Linked DNA regions of Triticum aestivum: region 1 is linked to region 2. A link is a contact called in public Hi-C data. All regions are on one chromosome and are shown on one strand. The core of a region is the stretch at or near the end of the contact, and the rest is flanking DNA. Distances in the headings are between cores, read along the strand shown.

Evidence for each region. A called contact is a pair of places that touch in the nucleus more often than the background predicts.
Region 1: a contact with region 2 is called in a Hi-C map of leaf, with 5 times the contacts expected there. The contact joins the promoter of LOC123069503 here to the promoter of LOC123069500 in region 2. A contact is called at or near these places in 2 of 5 Hi-C or Micro-C datasets (both in leaf).

What each region holds. Positions count from the first base shown.
Region 1 is chr3B:235,972,586-235,979,009 of IWGSC CS RefSeq v2.1, reverse strand. LOC123069503 reads left to right here and starts at 1,705. Exons shown (of 6, transcript XM_044492378.1): 1 at 1,705-1,978; 2 at 3,797-3,905; 3 at 4,057-4,119; 4 at 4,223-4,426; 5 at 4,591-4,651; 6 at 4,731-5,017. The coding sequence starts at 3,801. The coding sequence ends at 4,771.
Region 2 is chr3B:235,807,998-235,814,248 of IWGSC CS RefSeq v2.1, reverse strand. LOC123069500 (probable folate-biopterin transporter 4) reads left to right here and starts at 4,753. Exons shown (of 7, transcript XM_044492376.1): 1 at 4,753-5,092; 2 at 5,750-5,877. The coding sequence starts at 4,991.

The DNA of each region.
Region 1 (6,424 bases), core at 456-2,955, 170 kb before region 2:
TATGACATTGGGTTCATTAGCCCAAATACCGTAAATAAATATACGGTACAAAAGAACCCCGACGATACTGAGAAAACTTGCTAAATGCGTTACTTCGACAATAAAACAGAAGGGAGATGCTTTTTCCTTACAACTTCTCGTGAGTGTTACTGTCTTGAGCATATTTTGTTTCGCTCACTCGAGGTTAAGTGTAATTGATGAGTTATGCGTGCGCAGATTCCACTTTATTCTGCTAGCCATTCAGCTTGATGCGGGACTAGTAATTGTCTTGGACACGAGACGTAAAGAGCCTAAGGAGCGGGCGGACATGAGTGAAATGCTCCAGAAGTAAGTTCAATCATTATCGCACTATATCGGCAACTTACGTTCATTTCCTGATATCAAGTAATCATTTTCTTTGCCGGGCAGGGTTTGGAAAAAGTTCACTAGCAAGGTTAGTGGTGAATGGAAAAAGGAGCTGCGACTTCAACACCCTAAAGTAAGTAGTACTAGCTTGTTCCGCGCATCTCTCATTGATTGTAGTTTCAATATCATTATCATGCTTGATTATCATTTTGATTGAACTTTATTCTCGTAAAGTGCTTGTAGCAGGCACCCGGGAATAATTTATGTGGATACTACGTTTGCGAGTTCATTCGCCACTCGACCTCTGAGCGGGGCATATCTTCACAACAATTAGAAGTACGTAAACAATATTCACACACACACATCGCATACGAGGAATTCAAGAGGAATTGGCGGGATTCTTTATTGAGCACGTCATACCTATAGACAGAGAATACCATCGGGAATTGCAATGCGATTTTGGTAGATGATGTTAGGGATCGTAAGAGATGTTATGTTGTATATATGCATGATCATGTACTGTATATAGTAGCGTCGAATAGATATACGAAAACTTGTTGTTCGACCAAGCACGGAAAAAGAGATGTCACTTCTCTCTATATATGTTCATGACGATGTTGTGTAATTAATGGTTCCTTCATTGCTATATGTAGTAGTTAGCGTCGAGTTGAATGGAAAACATAAAATAAAAATGAAACCCTAAATGTAAAAGAATTAAAGGGTAAACACACAAAAAAAGGGGAACACAATATGAAACCCCTAAACCCTACAAAACTCATAGCCCCTCCTTATAAAAAAAGCCCAGCACTTGGCAGGTGCTGACGTGTGGCTGCCTTTTAGTCCCGGTTGGTGTCATGAACCGGGACTAAAGGTCCTCCTGCCTCGGCGCCCCACAGCGGCCACGTGGAGCACCTTTAGTCCCGGTTTGTAACACGACCGGGACTAAAAGTCAGGGGCTTTAGTCCCGATTAATTTGTCCCGGTTGCCGAACCGGAGCTAAAGGCCCTTTAAAACCGGGACTGATTGTCCGTTTCCTATTAGTGAACACATGGCAACTCCGAATGTTTTCTACGACATATTTGATGAAGCGGGGATGGTAACTTTAGTTGTCAAGTATGACAACTTTGTTTTCAGATGGCAATTTTCAGTTTTTTGGAGGTTTATTTTTCGGATGACAACTTTAGTTGTAAAAAAACGTAGACTGGAGTGCTTTGTGTCATATGTGTGACGCTTATCATTTGGGGGAAAATGGTATTTTCGGCGGAGAAGTAGTAATAAGGAAAGAAAAAAAATCTACAGGAGATTCGAAAAAGAATCCACAGGAAAAATAATGTCCTTTTCTCCGGTGACCGGCCAAGTAGCAACTTGCACGGCCGGCCCGGCAGTCTACGATAGCAACGGCCGAAATCCAGGGCGAACGGGGCCCCACACGGAGCTATTTCTTCCGTGCATCTCAGAATTCGAGACCGATCCGATCGCAGCAGCAGCAGCAGCAGCAGCCAACAAACAAACATACCTCCACTCATTAGAGAGTCGCTGCTGCTCGTCGTCCCTCCCTCGGTTCCCCATTTCTCCACCTCCGAGCAGCCGAGCCGACGCCTCCCTCGCCGCCACCGTCTCTGTGACGGTAACTGTAAGTGATCTCCACCTCATCTTCCGCTCAGAGTCCGAGCAATTTGCTTACTTAGCTTGCCGATGGGACTGGGTCGTTGGCCTGCTGTCTCCGTAGATTGGTAGATCCCGCCGTCACTAGATCCGGCCGGTTTCTCGGCGTTTCTCTGGTAATTTTGACTAGTCAGCGTTCGTCGGCTGGTTTGTTTTCTGATCCGGGATGTGCGGGAGAAATTTAGCAAGAGAATTACCCGGACTGCCACTCATCATGTAGGTTAGGTGGTGCCGACGGTCCAGAGGGAACGAGAGATCTGCACATGCTTCACGCTCAGAATTGGGCATAATTCGAGAATAGTTACCTCTGCTTCTTACTATGTACTGTATATGTTTAAGATGGATAATTCAGCGACCAGCTGGTGCAGTCAGCTGAACAAACAAGCAAGTGAAGTGGCAGAGACCATGCGTGTGTCAGCAGAGCAAGAACAGGGGATCAGAAGGTCCTGTTAGATTTTCGGTCACGGAGGACTGTGTGCTTTATGAGAGCATTTTGGGTTGTCATACGGTCAAACAGATTGCAGGCACCTGCTGGAACTCCCGTCTACTAGGATAGTGTCAATTTACCTGGCATTCAGGGACAACCCGGTGTTCAGATTTGTATAGCAAGCAAAGAAAACACGCAAGTAGTACTCAACTAGTCACTATTCCGACCTCGCCTTGTCATACTTCGGCTCTGGATGACAATATGTAGATAGAGTTGTTCTGTGTACCACTAGGGATGCCGGGGTATCAAGCTGCTGCTTCATTTCTGTATCTAGAACCACGGTACGAGGTGTTACCATTTAGAAGGGCCCCTGAAGCATTAGCTTGTTTTTGCCCAATTTTGTAATGAAAAGATTAAACCTGATGGGCTAAAAATGAACAATCTGTGTGGATCCTCTGGCAAGTTATCGATTAAACAGATACTCAAGGTATCTGCTTGTCATGACAGGCTAACATTGAGTTTACATGTACTTGATTTTTTGTCGATCCAATGGGCTGTGGAATGAGTCAATGTGCTGACCAGTGGGTTGTATTTAACCTTCTTATAAAGATTTTGGAGCATATATGAAATTTGAACAGTGCTAGTGAATTTATATTAAGAAAAAACAGTTTTACCTGTTTAAGTTCCATATATCCAGTCTCATATTGATGTTTATCTGTTCTATTGACCAAGAGATAAACACGTGTTTCTTTCTTAATGGCCTTCCTGGTTATTATTTTTGGATGGGCTAATCCGCAGGCCACGGTTTTTAGTATATTAGTTTTAGCATACCTAACACCATGAAGGTGGGAAGCATAGTTTCTCTTTTTATTGTCAGATAGGAAGCATAGTAATACAACTAACAAGAGAAAAGTAATGTGTTGATTTCTGTAACTGAAGCACATTCTTTGATTTGAAATGAATTGTTCAGATTTGCCAACATCAAGTGCTCACTATAGGGGGTACTCATCAGCTGAAAATAGTAGAGCGACTAATATTTAGCTACAATTAGCACAGCCATTACAATGTTAAAGGCTAAGAACTAACCCAGAAACTAGCAGTAGAAAACTAGCTAAGGTTCCTTGATTATATCTTTAAACCCAAAAGAATAAGTATAAACCCATTCAAAATACACCGGCTATTTAAAAATGTTGCCATTTTGTTCTAAGAGTCAAACTGCAAATAGTGAACAACACTGGACAATAATTGCTACTGATTTTGGTTTATCTCAAACTCTATTGCTCAAACATTTCATGCCTTAAAAACAACTTTTCACTTTAGTGCTTTATAATGTGATAAATACTAACATCTTGTTTTTAGCACCATGTCGGGGATGAAGGACGCCAATGCTGTTGGGCATGATAATGTTGGAAATTCTGAACCTATGGACCAAAGTGGAGATAATGCCATGCCATCAGCTCAGCAACAGGTTATTTTCAGGACTAGTTCTGAAGATTGTATGGTCATTTAAATGGTAGTCTTGTATATTCTGGTTAATTGAGCAACAAAGAAGGTTGGTCTCTATAGCTGGCATGATCAATTACTTGTGGTTAACATCAAGCACAATCTGTTATGCGCAGGAACAAGTAATCAAGAAGAAGTTTGGAGGACTAATTCCTAAAAAGCCACCGCTCATCTCAAAGGTACTTAATTCGAATATCTCATCCCAAAACTGAACAGTCCATATCAGGTATCTGCATAAACCACACTAGTTCTCAGCATTTAAACTGCTCTTCATAATTGTAGGATCATGAGCGGGCCTATTTTGATTCTGCTGATTGGGCTCTCGGAAAGGTATTAAATTATCCTTCTGTAGCTTCAGTTCATTTTTCGTTTGTTCAGTACTTGAGTTTCAATGAACTGTTTTTGGGATATTTTGCTTTGCAGTCTGGACAGCAAGGTGTTGCAAAACCCAAAGGACCACTGGAGGCACTTAGGCCAAAGTTGCAGGTACTACTTATCATGTGCAGGGTCATATTTAGCAGCCAAACTTGTGTTTTTGTCAAGTTCAGCTTTTCTTTTGCCGAAAAAAGTCCAGTTCTTTTGAGTTCTGAAGGCCTGCAACATAAAAATGTGCAGCATAAACTCATCCCTGTACACTGCTCTTATTTCAGCCCACACGACAACAGCAACAGCGTTCAAGGAGCTCTATCTACAGTTCATCAGAAAACGAGGGTATGTTGTTGATGGTTTTGCATCAATCTTTAGATATGCCGGAATGACCTCTCTAAACAATTAGATGCACAACACGCAGATGGAGATGGCGCTGGGTCGGAGGACATGAATATCAACTGATCAACAGCGTGGAATCTCGTGTTGTCGGTGCGAAGGGGCCTCGTCGTCTGAAGAAGCAGCTTGCTTTCATTGTCTGTGGACCGCAGGGAAGGGATGTATGCGTGCGTCCATAGATAAGAAAAGAGACGGTTGTAATTTCAAGGACTGCGGCTGCGGGTTTGTACTTGATCGAACAGCTACCTTGCTATGTGACCATTATAGACTGGACCATTGTCCTATTTGTGAATGGATCTCTGTTTTTGAACATCCCGTGATCAGCGTACTAGTTACCATTCTGACTTGCTGAGTTGCGTTGCATCATATTCAGTGTTTAGGCTTCTGAATGTGCGTCGTATTCTTGTTTTTTTTTTACAAATTATATACAAAAGCACAGAGGGAGAGGAGGGGAGGGGAGGTACAAAAGGGGGGAAACATTCTAAAGTGAGCTAGACAAGAGTGCTGAGCCACAAATGAATAGCATCAGCCTTGACTAGGGAAACCCTGAATGTAAGAGAAAAGGCATTGTTTCCTAAAGTTGTGAAACCAGGAGCTAGGGCCAGTGCTAATATTGTCAAAGATCTTGGCGTTTCTCTGCTTGGAGATGGAGATCCGCCAAGATGCCATGGTCAGGCTTTCAATGAAGAATGGTTTTCCAAAGGTGGATTGGAAACGGCCTCCCTCTTAATATAAGTCTTTCTAGTGATTCCAGTATAGGCACTATGTATGAAGCAAAATGAATCCGTACGTAGTCTGCATTGAAATCTCTAAAATGTCTTATATATTTAGAAACAGAGGGAGTATCATTTAAGAAATTAAGGTCGATGACATTTTTTTTTCTGCCATGAAAAGCTTCTAAGGCGATGGTATGGGGCATTGATTCGAGCTCAACAACACGTGCTAAGTTTATCGAGCAGTGCTACGCAGCCGACGATATTGCAGCCGATGCATGCACTGACGGTAGGTAATCACCGTTAGATTAAATCCCTGCATGATTACGGGACGTAAGATCCTACTATCGTCCACAAGTCGTCCATCAGATATCGTGTGTGAAGCTATTCCGAAGTTTATCTCAAGTCTGAAGATGCTAGAGTTGCCTAGACAGAATCAGTCGTGCGGGGTGGATAGCGCCGTGCCGTCTCCGTGTCAGTGGGACGTAGCGATCGCGCGCACGCACGGGCACGGTATCATATCATGGCGAAGCGAACCTCCGGGCCGGGTGGGTTAGGCGCGGTGGCGCCATCGTCACAACGTGGTCTGCCTGCTTTTCCATCAGCTTCCAGGAAGCTCGCTCGCAAAGAAGAACCGATGAGGAGATGACTTGACAACACCAACACCAGAACGACACGCCTGGCTGGCAGGCAGGCATGACAAGTCTCGCCGATCTTGATCACATCCTTCCAGTACGTGCAAGCCATTTGCGAACGTACAGCCGAACGCCACCACATCCTGCGGCGCCATAAGTGGCAGCATCAGTTACTAACCCGGGTACGTTATCCTCTCGGGAGCCAGCTGACCCCGGCGCTGCCTGGCCACGTTTGGAAAAACCGATCGGCCATGCCATCGGCAAAAACAAGCTGCCTGGCTACGGATCCTTGTCGTCCCGTCCCTGCCTCCTTCCCGGCACTCCACTCGGTGTCACCTCAAGTCAAATCCAGGGCCCTTTCGCTGCACAGC
Region 2 (6,251 bases), core at 3,504-6,003:
AGGCTCCTCAAAAGTTCCACGCACCTACACAAACAAACAAAGAACTCGCAACCAACGCAATAAAGGGGTTGTCAATCCCTTCATGACCACTTGTGAAAGTGAGATCTAATAGAGATGGTATGATAAGATAAGGTAAACTACTCACAACTCATCGGAGGGGCTATGGTGTTGATGTAGAAGCCCTCCGTGGTCGATTCCCCCTCCGGCGGAGCGCCGGCGAAGGCTCCAAGATGGGATCTCGCGGATACAGAAGGTTACGGTGGTGGAAATTGTGTTTCGTTGGCTCCCTGGATGTTTTCGGGGTACGTAGGCTTATATAGGAGGAAGAAGTACGTCGGTGGCCGCCCGAGGGGCCCACGAGACAAGGGGCGCGCCCTATAGGGGGGGCTCTCCCTACCCTCTCGTGGTCGTCCCGGCTGCTTCTTGACTTGCACTCCAAGTCCTCTGGATCACGTTCGTTCCAAAAATCACGCTCCCGAAGGTTTCATTCCGTTTGGACTCCATTTGATATTCCTTTTCTTCGAAATACTGAAATAGGCAAAAAAAACAGCAATACGGGCTGGGCCTCCGGTTAGTAGGTTAGTCCCAAAAATGATATAAATGTGTAAGATAAAGCCCATAAACATCCAAAAGGGGTAATATAATAGCATGAAACAATCAAAAATTATAGATACGTTGGAGACGTATCATGGGGGCAGTCCAGGCTTGAAATTGCCGAGCCAAACGACGATGCGAATCTCCGGGGTGAACGCGCGGCACCTTGATGTGGTCATGGGAGCGCGCCACCATCATTACCGGCAGCACACGGTCTTGGCATGGGGGTGCTGGGAACACACGAGCATCTTCTTGAGGCCGCTGCACCACTTGGCAGCTCACCTCTTCGCGCGCAAGCGCCTGGCGCGGCGGGTCGCGCCGTGGTGCCACACGCCTTGGTTCGACAATGGCGCCCTGGGCTGGAGGTGGTGGAGGTGCCCCATGAGCCACGTCGCCCGCGGCAGGCGGCTGCTGAGGCATCGAGCGGGCCGGTGCAGTGGAGTCTCCGGCGGCACTGACGAGCTCGGCGATGCGCTCGAGCCACTCCTCGTAAAGGTCGTCGACTGGGAGGTAGCGGAGGAGATTCCGCGCCATGAGCAGAGTAGCTTGCATGTTCGCCGGGCCGCAACGTGCGTGGGAGGACGAAGCTGTCGGGATCAGCGACGGAGTGGCGATGCGCCCGTCACGGCGCACCGAGGGGTGCAGCGATGAAGCTTGCTGCTCGTGGCCAGCAGGCCCCATGGCAGCGTTTGTTGCCGGTGACCGGGGACGACGAGGACAGTCGTCGCCCGCCGGAGCTGTCTGAGCGACGCAAGCGGCAAGCGCGGCCCGGCGCTCAGCGCGTGCCTGACGCTCGTCAGCCATGGAAGTGTCGGAGTAGCGATGGATCGATCGACGGAAGAGAGGATCCGACGCACCCCTACCTGGCGCGCCAAATGTCAGATTTCGGGTTCCGCAAACCCTTGACAGGTTTGAACTCTGGGGTGCGTGCGGAGATCTCAACCTACCCAGCCTGCCTACTCGCGATCTTCCTAAGCCTAGCGCGTCGAGCTCAAAGAGACAAAGAGACACAACAGTTTATCCTAGTTCGGGCCACCTTGCGGTGTAATACCCTACTCCAGCATTTTGGTGGATTGCCTCGAAGTGCTGAGGATGAACTAGTACAGTGGATGAACTAGCCTCAGGAGGTGAGGTGTTCTTGAGCTCAAGAGAGCTGGTGAGGTGGTTGGATGAGAAGGGATCTCACCTGTTCGTCCCTCCTCCTTCTTTGGTGGCTAAGTCCTATTTATAGTGGCATTGGTCCTCTTTCCAAATGTTGGCGGGAAGGGATCCCACAACGGCCAGATTTGAAGGGGGACAAGTAGTACATCCTATCCTGACTAAAAAGTGGTCTTCGCCTGCGAAAAGCTTCTGATCGTGACGCTGCGGTGGGCTCAGTGATGACCTCCGTCCTACCGTCCTGGCGGTCTTGGTCTTGTTGCACCAGAATGGAAACCTTTGGCTGATTCCTCGGGACTCCGCACCTACCGCCTGCCTCCTTTGCATCAAAGAGGAACTGGCACTCTGCGCGCGCTGACGCCCGCTTGGACTTGGTCGTCATGGCTCACGTCACCTGAGCCTCGTGAGGTGCACCTTGCATAGAACTCTCCGCCCCTCGGAAGCCAGCCTGAGGAGGCCGATCCCTCGGGGGTCTTGGCGTCGTCTGCCTCGCGAGGCTTGGCCCCTCGCGAGGGTCTTGAGCTGTTGATGCTGGAGCTGGGCCGTACCAGGCCGTCGATGGAGCCGCGCACTGGGCTGCAGGCAGACAAGTCTGGATACCCCCGTATCCAGAACGCCGACAACAGTCTATGTCACTAGTTTTGCATGTTGTTGCATATAACTATAACTCATTTGTTTCATGTTAGCAAAGAAACATTACGTTGTAACATAGACCGGAGATGGTACAAAAAGGTTGAACACACTCCATAATTGTACCTATAAGACCAATTCTAGCAAAGTCGTTGTATTCATCCGAACTCAATAGTAATTATTTTTGATTTTTTAGTTAAATTGCTCTAGAAGATTCGTTATCATGCACTCTATCCTCACAATTTTTGAAGCGCGTTGTAAATACAGAGCTCCTTCCATCCATCGATTTTTTTTGTGCGGGGACATTTTAGGATGGGCATGCCTTCGATGTGCCGTTTGCTGTCACCTCAAAGCCTAACCTGACACCATTTGGCATAGCTCACTGCTGTTGACCCTTTCCCCGCCCTATCCCATTTCGCCTCAGCTTCATACCAACTTCCTATTGTATGCTTGACCGCCACCATGTCAGCATCACGAGAGTTTGACGTGGGCCTCTCTTTACCAGAGTTCCTCCCTTCCATTGCTTGCCAAGGAGGCCGGCATCACACGCTGACCGTCCGCTGCCATCAACTCCTCTCGCGTAGTCTAGCTTTCCAGTAGTGCCACATCTCGCCCGCTAGATCCCGACGACCCCAAGGTGTTCAACAATTTAGCTGAAGGTATGTTTTCCTCACATTTGTTCATGCCCACTTGTCTCCCTTTATCGTAGATTCATGTGGGTGAATTATGACGTATCATTTGTTGCATCCAGGTTATTTGTTCATTTGTACTACATGTGTACCAAAATTTTAGCTCAGGTGACTGGGGAAAGACATTTTAAAAGCTAGTGGATAATTAGCGCAAACGATTTCACAAGTACGAATGTCTAATTTTATACTATCTCTATATTCAAATATAAAAGGCCGATGCTAGAAATCATCCGGATGATTGGAGCTAATTGTAAACCGCCTCGCCCGCGTTGGATTAGGCACTGCGCAGCCGTCTGATTTGACTAGTCGTCTCTGCAACTCAAGCCAATCCATTGCTTCGTCGCCCCTACCGTCTCGTGTTGCCGCCTGCCGCACAGGCCAGCTATCATCGTCGCCTTGTAGCAAATGACGGCCAGCAAGAAGCCAAGAACAGCAGGTCTGCTTCCCCGCAGCTATAAAATAGACCGTTGCATTGAAGCTTCTGCCGCCGATGAGATGAAGCAGGTCGGGGCACCACATCGCATTGCAGCTCTGACGCTGGCAAGAACCGCTGGTCACAGGGCAGCACCACCCACGTTGCATTGCAGCTCCGTCGATGCTCCATTGCAGCTGCATGGCAACACCGACGGTCCCGACGATGCTCCATTGAAGCTCCATGGCAGCACTGACGGTCCCGACGATGCTCCATTGAAGCTCCATGGCAGCACCGACGGTCCCGACGATGTTCCATTGAAGCTCCATGGCAGCACCGATGGTCCCGACGATGCTCCATTGAAGCTCCATGGCAGCACCGACGGTCCCGGCGATGCTTCATTGAAGCTCCATGGCAGCAACACACGGGGCAAGAAAGCTCCATCGCAGCAGTGACACCCCAGCGGCGCTCCATGGCAGCTCCATGGCAGCACCTCGCTCGAGACCCTCGTCGAACCGTCGGCGGCGGCTTGTCGCAGCACGACTTGCAGCAGTTTCCTGGATTAGCTGCATCACCGAGCCCCGGTTATAACACGGGCGGGCGCCGGTCAAATCACAACACCTGAGGTCTTTGCGTCAGATAGAAGTACGCCGGCGACCGACCGCCTAGCAGCAGCTCGCGCGCGCGCGACCAACTCCTGCACCACCGTCGCCATCCATGGAAGCAGCCGGATTGGGGGTCACCTTGAAGCAACGGGTGTTGGGGCAGCACCGCGCGGAGGACATCAGGCAACGGTCGTGGCGGTCCCTCCTGATTCCTCAACTCCGACGGCGGTCCCTTCTCGGTTCCTCTCCTGATCCTCTCATCTAGCTGGCTCACGAAACGAAGAAAGAGAAAGGGGGAAAGGGAAGAAAGAAACGAGTGGAACGAGACAAGCTCGGAGGAGAGCGGTTGGTGGACCATCACAGGGGCACGTGGCGTGCAGAGACGGTGGTTTACGAGAGAGAAAATCAGCCGGTTGATTTAGAGGATTTCCCAATATAAAACGTTTGTACAGTTTTGAAAAATGTCTTATATTTTGGTATGGAGGGGGTAGAAAATGGACGGAGGAAAGGAGGAAAACATTTCATCTTAGCTTACACGGACCGTCCTAGTCAACGAAGGTAGAGCAAAGCTTTGCTGGAGCTCCCGACGTGGCAGAGTCTGAGTGGTTGTCCGAAACTGTCGCGCCAATCAAACGGCACATGTCGATGAGCTGTGACACGGCCAGGGCCCCGGGTGGCGTCTCAGTCAGCCCTCACAAACCCCGTCAAGCCGGAGGACATCCATCCTCCGACGTCTCCGTGCATGTGTAATACGGGGAGCGCATTCCCGCATCTCTCGCACCGCCCTCACTCCGATTCGTCTCTCTCCCCCACTTCCGATCCATCCAGACGTCTGAGATCTCGCGGAGGTTTCTCTTGCCAGATCAGGAGGAACAAATCAGTTTCGCCTGTGAGTGGTGACCATGGCGGAGGCGGCGCCGGCCTCGCCGTGGTGGGCGGGGCGGATGGCAGCGGCGTTCGGGGCGCCGTTCCTCTGGCTCGTCTGCCTGATCTACTTCATCCAGGTCTCTTCCTCTCTCCCGGCACCCTGACGCTCCTCGTGACCGCACCCATTTCTCCGCACACGCACCGTCGTTTTAGAGAGATCTGCTCACCCGTATGCGTGTGTTAGGACCATTTCGTATTTTATTTTTTCCGGGTTTGTGTGTGCGTACACACAAGATGATGAAGGATACTTTTTCTTCTTCTTCTAGAATCTAGACAGCACGCTGATTTTATCTTGTTGCAAATGTGAAGGGCGTGCTGCCAGAGTAGCTTGAGATCGACGTCTAGTGTTTATATGCTGCCAAATCAGTCACTCTCTGTATAGAGAGACTCAGGTGTGCTCAATAAATTCGGTTGGGGGCGATAAATCATTCTCTGCCCCATGGAAATGTGATGCCTTAAAACAACTTGATGTGGTAATTGCACAGGATGCTGAGCATTGGTGGCATGTCAAATACCTTAAGGTGTCATGTAGGGGGCCAAGGTTGTTCATTCATATCCTTAGCACTTGTTCCATTTGCATGCTTTGATGATATGTCTCAGTTGCAAATTCCATGTCTGGATTCAGCATAACTAAAGAGACCCTCCTTCAAATCTGTTTGTTTTTCTTGATTACTTCACAAATCAGAACACATTAACATTTTAAACGTTCTGATATGTATTCTTCAATGTTTTAGGGTTTCAGATCTTTTGTCTGGACAGCTGTCTCATATCAAATGAAGGACATCATGAAGCTGTCACCCTCAACATCACAGTTTTTGGTCTCTGCTGCATTTTTCCCTTGGAGCATAAAACCTATATATGGGTAATGTTACCTTTTGTTCGTTGCTTTATATGAAGCAAAGCTTACCAACAATTTAACCTTGGTTGATGCAAACTAACCATTCTTGTCCTTGGCCTATATCATGAGTGTTACATCTCAGTTTTCAGAATTACACCTTTTTTCAGACGTAAGCTTAGTTATTGTTTGATATTGGTGTCCACCACAACACAAGTTTATTACTGGACTTTTAAGAGCTATAGATACGTAATTATTTCACCAGAGCTAAACATTTTTTTTCAATTTCTGATTAATTACAGATTACCCGTAAATAGAACCTATTACTAACAATCTGAACATAGTTCGTATTCAAGTTATTTCTATAGAAAATTGATTAACAAGAACAGTTCATTTGTAGA